2 separate regions of the Oryctolagus cuniculus genome follow, and region 2 is linked to region 1. The links are chromatin contacts, called in public Hi-C maps. All regions are on one chromosome and are shown on one strand. Each heading gives the region's core, a stretch centred on a gene start, on an enhancer-like site or on the middle of the called end of the contact. The rest is flanking DNA. Distances are from core to core; before and after follow the strand shown. Region 1 overlaps LOC100345135 (phospholipid-transporting ATPase ABCA3). Region 2 holds the start of CASKIN1 (CASK interacting protein 1).

What was found. Hi-C and Micro-C count contacts between places; a contact is called where the count stands out from the background.
Region 2: a contact with region 1 is called in a Hi-C map of an unstated tissue, with 3 times the contacts expected there. The contact joins the promoter of CASKIN1 here to the enhancer-like site in region 1. A contact is called at or near these places in 2 of 6 Hi-C or Micro-C datasets (ear pinna and an unstated tissue).

The regions. Positions count from the first base shown.
Region 1 is chr19:32,979,433-32,983,856 of mOryCun1.1, reverse strand. LOC100345135 (phospholipid-transporting ATPase ABCA3) reads right to left here. Exons shown (of 32, transcript XM_070064106.1): 8 at 3,597-3,713; 9 at 3,349-3,469; 10 at 56-229. Among named protein-coding and RNA genes, the nearest start is that of RNPS1, 29 kb to the left of the region's middle. Within about 2 kb of position 2,721, at least 1 of the 8 cell types and tissues checked has an H3K27ac peak or open chromatin away from gene starts, as enhancers often do.
Region 2 is chr19:33,056,403-33,061,305 of mOryCun1.1, reverse strand. CASKIN1 (CASK interacting protein 1) reads right to left here and starts at 3,182. Exons shown (of 20, transcript XM_070064119.1): 1 at 2,943-3,182. The coding sequence starts at 3,036.

The sequences.
Region 1 (4,424 bases), core at 1,472-3,971:
CCCCAGTGGCCACCGCCGGCCGCACTTCCCACGAGGGAAAGAGGACAACACTCACCTTTGGCTTCAAATTTGCCTATGAGCTGTGCTCCCATGGCCATGGCCACGTTGGACAGGAGGCAGGAGAGGAGTTTCTGGCTCAGCGCCATCCAGTTGTATCGAGGTGCCACAAAGAAGTAGGGGGTGTAGGTGAAGAAGTAGAGGAAGCCGCCTATGGCTGCTGCCATGTTGGCTGCGGGCGAGAGGGCAGCATAGTGCGTGGGTGTGCACGGTCACAGGGTGCAGGAAGCCACCGGTGGGAGGAGCTGCTGACCCCTGTGCCAGCTGTCCACCTGGGGACAGGCGTCCCAGTACTCAGCCTGCTGCCTCCTCTCCCCTGAGACAGCGCCTGCCTGGGGCTACACCTAGTCCCACCCTGGGACCCCCACAGCCCAGCTGCCTCCGACATCACCACACACCTGCTCCCCACGCTGCCTCACTTCCTGCCGGTCCACTTGTTCCTTCACTCACTCACCGAGTCCCCAGCTCGCACCCCGCGCTGAGCCCCTCCCAGCTGCACGTCCGTGTCTGGTGAATGCCCTGGGCACAGGGAGAACCCAGACACCACCAAGGGTGGCAGGAATGTGAGACGGGCACACGCCTCACTAACTCGAGGGAAACATGGCCGTTTTGCACATGTATGTAAACTTACAGCAGGTTTACGGTGGCTATCCCTTAAATTGAAAAAATCTAGATTTTCTTACATTCATTGCTCTAGAATAAATACAGACAGATATGTCACATAGGAAAAGCCCTTTGGGCCGGCATTATGGCTCGGCAGTTTAAGCTGCCACCTGTGACGCCGGCATCCCACGTGGGTGGATCCACTTCCAACGTGCCTGGGAGAGCAGTGGAAGACGGCCCAAACACTTGGGCCCCAGCCACCCCCGTGGAGACTTAGGTGGAGCTCTGGTTCTCGGCTTTGGCCTGGCTAGACTAGCTGTTGTAGCCACTCGGGGAGTGGACCAACAAATGAAAGATTCTCTCTCTCTGTGACTCTGCCTTTAAACAAACAGACCTTAAGAATACAAAGAAAGAAAAGCACTTTGGTGAACTCAATTTTTAAGGACACAAAGGGTCTTAGGATGAAGGAGCCCCAGCAGCTGGACTGAAATCTGTCCCTCCTGCTCCTGTGAGATCGTCCACAGGCAAGGACGAGTCCAGGGGCGGGCAGCGGGAAGGGTGGAGCTGCCGCAGAGGCGGGGGACACACAGCCTGAGAACTGGGCTCTCTGGGGCTGAGACGGCGGAGGCTGCCGGGCGTGCGTCTGACTCCCCGGACGGCTCAGCTGCAGCCCCACCTCTGGGCTCGCGGACACGCTCAGAGGGCTCCACGGGCATCAGAGTGAGCAAACAAGACACAGAATAAGCCGGCCGTGGGACGGAGAGACGCTTCCCCCAAACAGGAAGGGTTTCCCCCAAAAACCAGGTGAAGAAGCAAGACCAGGGGATGTGTGCGAGCCGACCGAGGGTTCACAAAACACGACCACCGTCTCGGAACGAAAGCCGCGTCTGCAGGATGCGCACTGAGCACGCACAGGCGGGGGGGGGGGGGTGGGCGGGCAGGCCAGGATCCGCTAGGAGAGGTTTGTCAAAGCACACATAGGAGCCAGGGGCAGGCCGGGCTGGGCGGCATGGGCGATGCCTCCTCTTGCCCACAGGATGCCGAGCACAGAACAGACATGCTGGCGAGGTGTGGGGAAGAAGGAACCCTGGCGAACTGTGGTGCCAACTCCGGCTGCTCCATGGGCCGTTAAACACAGACTTGCTGCCTGGCCCGGCCACAGCCCCGCCGGGCCACAGCCAGGAGGACTGGACAGGTGTTTCCACGCTCTCAGAGCACCGTTCAGAGCAGCTCACACACAGACGACCAGGCACACAGGAGGGCCTCTGGCTGTGGACTGTCCTCCAGCTGCAGAAGGGGAGGGATCCGCACACTCGGTGCTAGGTGAGACCGGCCGTCCCGACAGGACAGACGCTGTGCGATTCCACCTGGGCCGTCACACTCACCTGGACAAGGAGGAGCCATGGTTCCCAGGGACACAGGGAGGGGCGGCGGGGCCAGAGTTTCAGCTGGGAGCCATGGGAAAGTCTGGAGCGGGGCAGTGGTGATGGCCGCTCTACAGTGTGAATGCACTGTAGTGTGCACTTGGGACGGCTAAGGAGACACAGGCAGCGCCCACCCCACTGCCCACACACCCGCACGCACACACGCACCAGCCACAGAGGTAAAGGGCACTAAGGACAACAGAGAGGCTGGAGCCAAGGCCCAAGAGGAGAGCATTCCAGCGATGCTGGCAGCAGGATCCAATGGGCCCTGAGGGCGGGCGGGCAGGAGCCTTCAGATCATAGCACCCACGCACCCAGGCCAGCGCCAGGCTCCTGCCAACAGGGATGGCCGTGGGCTCGGACAGCGATGGCTGCCCGACCAACCTGCCGTCCGCTCAGGAGGGAGGCAGAATAAAGCCGCCTTTGGGCATACAGAGTCCAAAAACACTTGAGCAACCGCTCACCCACGCCAGTCAAAGAACCATTCCCCAGGGAACGACAATAGAGTGAGTCAGAGGAGCAGGTGCGCGGGGGGCGGCTGGCAGCAAACTGCCCGCATTTCCCGCAGGGGTCACGTGGACCAGACACAGTGAGACGCCCGGGCGGTGCTAACGAGGACGCCGTGTGTGGGAAGGTGCCAGTCAGAGCTGGGAGGAAGCGGGACAAGGCAGGCAGCTCAGTGGCTCGCACGGACGCCGTGTGTGTGTGTGTGTGTGTGTGTGTGTGTGGGGTATGAGGCGGACGCTGGAACAGAGGCACTATCTACACCCTCCGAAGCGCGGGATAAGAGGTACCGCGGGAAACGCCATCAGTCCCTGGAAGACGGCGCAGAGGGAACGGAGCTGGACAGAGGCACCGCTCAGGCAGCACGAGGCCGCCGGAAGTCGGGGCACGCCGGGTGGCACGAGGCTGCTGGACATCGGAGCTCACTGGGCAGCACGAGGCCGCCGGACGTCCGAGCTCACCAGGCCCTCCGCCCGACCCCGCACTCTCCTGCCCGGGCCCGCCCGTGTGCTCTGGCCTCTGGCCTGTTTTCAGCGCCATCCTGTGAGGCTCCCTCGCTGGCCTGCCCTGTAGCCCTGTGGCCTGCCGCACACACCGCCGTCCCTGCCTCTCCCCGCCACTGCTCTGCCGTAACTCAGTGCCTGGCTCACCTCCACTCAGATGCGGGGACCCCTTAACCTCCCACAGCCCAGACAAGCCCCCGGCTTCCCCGAGACCTGGTCGTCCACGGTCTCCGGTCCAGGGCAGCCAGACCACTGACCTTTACTGAAGAAGGTGCTGACCATGAAGCTGAAGGAGATGGAAGAGGTGGCGAAGCAGAGCAGGAAGGCCAGCACCAGGGAGGGGTCACTGTTGGTCAGCACGGCCACGCCCGTCTTCACCTGCAGGGGCACGGGGCAGACCGGGGGCGGGGGAGGCCCAAACATCCACAGTCACCAAGGACGCAGCCCAGGGCTCCACACTGCGCCGGCACCCCGGCTGCTCCGCCGCCACGGGGACCACGCTCACCTTGACGCAGAAGAGCAGCGTCATGAAGGAGACCACGACGAGGAGGACAAGGAAGAACATGAGGAACCATGCGCTCCAGTGCAGCCAGCTGTCCAGCCCCAGCATGCGCATGTACTCCTGCGGGGGGGGGGGGGGGCTTGCGTCACGTCACACCTGCAGCCCCGCACACGCGAGTGCGGCTGTGACCTGGACACCCACGCCGTGGCCTGCAGGCAGCAGCCAGGTGGCAGGGCGCAAGGAATCCCGCCCGGCCCCCTCCCCGTCCTATGCACTGCCCCACTGGCAGGAGGGAGTGCGGCTACTGCGCAGACTCAGCCGCCGGGTGAGCGCCTGCCCTACCTGGTTCACCCGTGGGTCTGCGCTTGTGACTGAGGTGCAGCCTGCTCTACGGCCGCCTCGGTCAGGTTCGTCACAGCACCCAGCGGACCCCCGTGCTCCCGTCGGCTTTCCCGGCCTTTTACGACCTCAGTCGTTACAGACTCCTGCCCTGAGAAGGCTCTCAGTGGCACGTGGACATTTGCAGCGGAGGAAGCTGAGCGACTCCCGGGTGACGGCAGGCGCCAAGTTCACCCCGGTGGTCTTTATCGAGGCCGCGTGGCCACGTGGCACGCTTCAGGAGGCTCCGAGAAAACGGGACCGAGAGGTGCTTGAAACCCACGGCTGGTTTCCCGCAAGACGCATTTCCCGCGGGCTCTGAAGACTCCTCGGGAGACACCATGGTGCCCTTCACGGCTTCACTCCCCACTCACTCACGCCCAAGTCTGCAGCACAGTGGCCCCTGATCCGCACACGGTGCTAGTTAGCCTCCCGTTCAGCCGTCACCGTCCA
Region 2 (4,903 bases), core at 1,933-4,432, 77 kb before region 1:
CAGGGGCTCTCACGGCACACTCGGGGTCCTGACCGTCCTCACCGCCCCACAGCCAGCCCTGGGCCAGGCCACCGCCTCACCTCACTCCAGCCCTGTGCTCCACACCCACCAGCCAGGCCCATGCCATGGGGGCGGAGGCTGAGGCTGGACGGTCGTTCTGCAGGACATGGGCCTCACACTCCCTCTGACCCCCTCGCCCCGACTCTGCGCCCCAGCTCCGGCTGCGCAGGCCACGCCTGCTGGGGACCTTCGCACACGTGGGGGGCTCCTCTCCCCCTGACTGTCCCCACGACTCGCTCCCTCACATCTGTCTGGATCCAGATGGACCCTGCTCAGACTTCCCCTCGAAAGCAGCTACTCCCTTCCGAGCTGTGTCCGGTGTCTCTCTCTCTCCTTTGCTTACTGTCCACCTTCATCCCTATGGAGAACACGGCTGTGCCTGGCTTTGCTCGCCGCCGTGTCCTGGGCGCCTAGAACGGTGCCTGCTGTGTGCTAGCACTTAGCAAGCTGGAGCCGGAACTGACACCCTCATTCCCCGCACTCCGTCCACTGCCGGGCTGTTCTGCAGGGGTGCGACCTGTGCGGTGGCTCCAAAGGGCCTCTTGCCCCGAAACGGTTCATGGGTGAGGGACCCTGCACCTGCATTCTGCGCGAAGACCTGCAAACACTGCCCCCAGACCTCTCCAGTTCCTTGCCCGGGCTGCAGACGGGGTGCCCATCACATCCCTGCTCCAGGGCCTTCCCAGCATGCTCTGCTCCCAGGAACCTGCAGCCTCCTCCCCAAGTCTCCCCCATGCCTCCCTCCCAGCCACCGTGGGGCCAGGTGCACGCTGGAGACGGGCTGCAGACCAGTGCCCAAGAAAGTGACCCAGATCCCAGTGGGGCAGGGGGGTCTCCACCAGGAAGGGGACCACCCCCTGGAGGAGGGGTGCCTCACCAAGGTCATCTCTTGGCCCGCCCCGCCGACGCTGACGCAGGGCTCTGTGGGGGTCACTGGGTTCCAGGGAGGTGGGCTCTCTGGCAGGGCCAGCAGCTCCTCCCCCTCGCCAGGGGCGGGGAAGCTGGGGCTGCACATCAGCAGGCCTACACCTCATTCCTGGTCTCCCCAGCCCCAACTGCTTTCCTGAGGCCCTGCCCGTCTCTGAGGTCAGGCACAAAGTCCAGGCCAGAGGGGTCTCCAGCTGGCCCCCGTGCTCCCTCCGGGGCATCCGCGGCCAGCCCCTCCCAGCCGCCTCTCGCAGGACAGCTGCCGAGTGCCCGGGGCGCCGAGGGAAGGGGCCGAGGACAGGAGGGGACCCCTCTGGACATCCTCTACCCCTGGCCTCAACTCCAGCTGCACTTTGCTGAATCGAAACGCATCTTACTCCAAAGCAGGCCAGCGTCGCCATGACAACCGAGCTAATTCCTGGAGGGATTTCTCCGTCTGATTTACTGCGCCCGCCCCTGTGAGTCAGAGTGCCGTCGTGGGGCCACGGCAGGTGTTTTCTCCTGCCCCAGAGGCCAGGCCAAGTCAGACACCCAGGCAGAGGGGACACAACGCCCGCCCGCCTCCCCCTGCTGGCCAGGACAGGCGGGAGGAGGAACCCTCCAGCACGAGGCCCTGGGCTCTCTGGTGGACAGGAACCGTCCTGGTCGGCATTTGCTAAGTGCCTGGCCCTTCTTGTGCACCCTCAGACACAGGGACACACGTACCCCACCCTGCAGACCAGAACTCGGAGGCCCAGAGCTCCGGGTGGGGAGCTCTTTGCCCAAGGTCACACAAGCGCCAGGTGCAAACCCCCCCTCTCAGTTCCCCACCTGCTCTCAGGCTCAGGCTGCCCCCACCTGGACCCCCCTCCCCGGGTGTCCAGCCCCAGGGGGCAGCCCCTCCAGGCCCTTGGGACTCGAAAGGCAGGGCCAGCCTGCGCGTGCCTGTGAGGCACTGGTGCCCCCGTCTGACCACACTGGAGCCGGCAGGCAGCACAGCCCAGGGGATCCCCCACCCAGGGGGCAGTCCCAGTTCTCAGCACCCCCCCCCCAGAGAGGGTGGCAGGGCCTCCGTGCGCTACTGCAGCCTGTGAGGCGCCCAGACCCACGTGCCGCCCTGCAGAGCCCGGCCGGTGCCCGCACAGGTGCCCTGACACACTGACACGCTCATACGTGCAGCCGCACACGGCTGGGCCACACGCCCATCCATCCATCTCCTGGCGCCCCCAGGGAGGCCTGGGGCTGAGCAGGGATGAGTGCCGGGATCAGGGTGCGCAGCGCTCCCAGCCCCTCCCTGGGGCCCCCACAGCGCGAGCCACGGGTGGCCAGCAGGGCCCCCACTCCCTCCAGGCCTCCTGTGCCGCCAAGGGAGCCAGGCAGAACCAGGGTCTGGTGGACGCGTGAGGCCCCAGCCCCGCTCCCCCCCGCCCAGCTCCCCTTCCCTGGAGCCCAGCAGGCCCTGAGCCGGGCGACCTTGGGCCTCTGCTGCCCCAGCAGTAAATGGCCCCCCTCCGGCCATGCCTGGGCAGCCACACCCCCAGCACGGTCCTGCCCCCCCATCCCTGCACAGCATGTTTTTAAACACGGGAGCCGGAGCCGGCGCAGCCCCCTCACCCCTGCCGCAAGGGCTCCCCCTCCCCGCTCTCCCAGGTGTGGGGGGGCATCCGCCTCGCCCTGGAAAGGCCCCGACAGCGGAGACCTGGGCCATTAGCCCCGCAGCCGGAGGGAGGGGGGGATGCGAACACCCGCGCCGGCGGGGTGGGCGCCGCGGGGGCTCAGGGTGGCACCGAGGGCTCGGGTCGCGCCTCCGCCAGAGCCGGGGCCGGTGGGGGGCGCGGGCCGAGGGTCCCGGCGCCGCCGGCCCCGCCCCGCCCCCGGGGACCCCGCGGCCTCCCCGCCCCGCCCCGCCCGGCGCCGGCAGGGGTGGGGGTCTCGGCGCCGGGGACGGACGCCCGCGGCGCGCCCCCCGCACTCACTGGCCTTGCCGGGCCGCGGCCTCTGCAGCAGCCGCTGCGCGGTGCCCACGTCCTCCGCCTTCACCGCTTGCACCAGCTCCTGCTCCTTCCCCATGGCGCGGCGGGGCCGCAGCGGCGCGGCTGCGCTCGGCGGATCCGCGGCTCAGCGGCGGCGGCGGCCCCGCGGCTGCGGCCGCATCCTCCGCCGCCCGCCGCCTCCGCCGCCCGCCGCCCTGCGCCCCGCTCGGGCTCGGGCTCGGGCTCGGGCTCGGGCTCGGGCTCGGGCTCGGCGCGAAGGGGGCGGGGAGCGCGTCACGGGCGGGGGGCGGCCGGGGGCGGGGGCGGCGGCGGGCGCGGCACCGGGCACCGCCTCCCGGACGCCTGGGTCCCGCCGCGGCGGCCGCTGACCTCCGTCAGCCCGCGCCGGCCGCGCGCCCGGCTCCTTGGCTCCGCCCCTCCGGCGGCCCCTTCCCCCACGCCCCCTCCTCACGTGCGGGCCGGGCGCGGGGCCGGGGCCGGCGGCTGGCTGGGGGCTCCGCACGGAGCGCGGACTCGGCGGCGGCCGCGGAGCCCGCGCCTGGGCGAGGCTGCGGGACCCAGCAGGGAGGGGCTGCGCGGCAGTGGGCGGGCGCGGACGGGCGCGGGGACCCGGGCGCCCGGGCTGTCGGGCACTTCTGGCCGGCGCCTCCCCGTGGGAGGTGTGGCGGGACTGTGAAGAGGAATCCCCCAATAATGAATTCGGCGTCAGGAAACACGCGCCCCCACCCCCCAGTACATCTGCGGCCTCTGAGTGCTGTCCTCAGCAATCGGGGACAGCGTGGCCCCCAGGGCGACCCCCCGGCAGCGGAATTCGCCCTGCCAGCGCGTGCGATGTAGCCCTCCGTGTCCACTACCGAGGGGGCCCAGGCGGCCCGTCCTCAGCACAAATGGGGTCACAGCCCTGCCCCCTCTGCACCCTACCCGGGCCTGCCGCTCTCCAGCGTTAGGATTCCTGGCCCCCACGCTGGACAGCGCTGCTGGGCAGAGGCTAACCCCGTCCCCCCACCCCCAGCTGGCCCGCCCCCGCCTTGTCATCCCGGCACTCTAGGCTCAGAGTTGGGGTCTGGGCCCCAGCTCAGGCTCCAGTTCCTCGTTTAGCTCAGCACCCGCGCTGGCCAAGGCTGCTGGGCGTATGCGGTGAGGGTGGCACCTGTAGCGCAAGGCCTAACCCATGCCCTGTGGCCCCTGACAGCAAGGCGGCCGCAGCGCAGGGCAGGGAGGCAGCACTCTGTGGGGTTCCCCTGGAGGCCCGGGGAGCAAGCCTCAGTCTTCTGCCATGGGCTGGACTCCCAGAGTGGCCCGTATGTGCCAGGGCCCATCCCCCGACTCTATATAGAGACCCACTCCTGGGCACCTGCTGGGCCGGGCACCCTAGACAAGCTGAGGCACAGGAGCTAAGCGACCCTCCCCCACTGGGGTCCCCGAGTCCCAGGGTCTGCGCTTTCAGCCCATGTTGGCCTCTGGACTTGCTCTTCCCCCCAGAATAAGGAGACGGCCGCGTCCCAGTGCTCCAGGTGAGCGACCCTGGCCGTGCACCTCGATGTCTGACGGTTTCAGGTCACGCCAATAACCCATTAAGTCAAGTACGCTGCAGCCTCCTGCCCTGACAAACACGGATCCGAGAGGCCAGCTGCAGATTCAGAATCCCTGGATTCCCCTGCCTGCAGCCGTCCACAGCCCAGGGACCAGCACCCCTCAGTCCCTCCTTCTGCCTAGGACGGGCACCGGCTATGGGCCCACCTGTAGAGCGACAGGCCTGGGACAAGCTTGGGGCGGTTTGGGCGGGGCTTCCCGGGTCCCAGGTATGTACACAGCGTGTGGCCTGGAAGGGGCACACGGATTGTCTCCGGGTGGGCTCCTGCTCACGGCCTCCCCAGGGGGAAGTGTGCAGGGAGGAGGGCCAGGGCCTGTTGAAGCAAAAGGCCACAAGGGGGTGTGCAAGT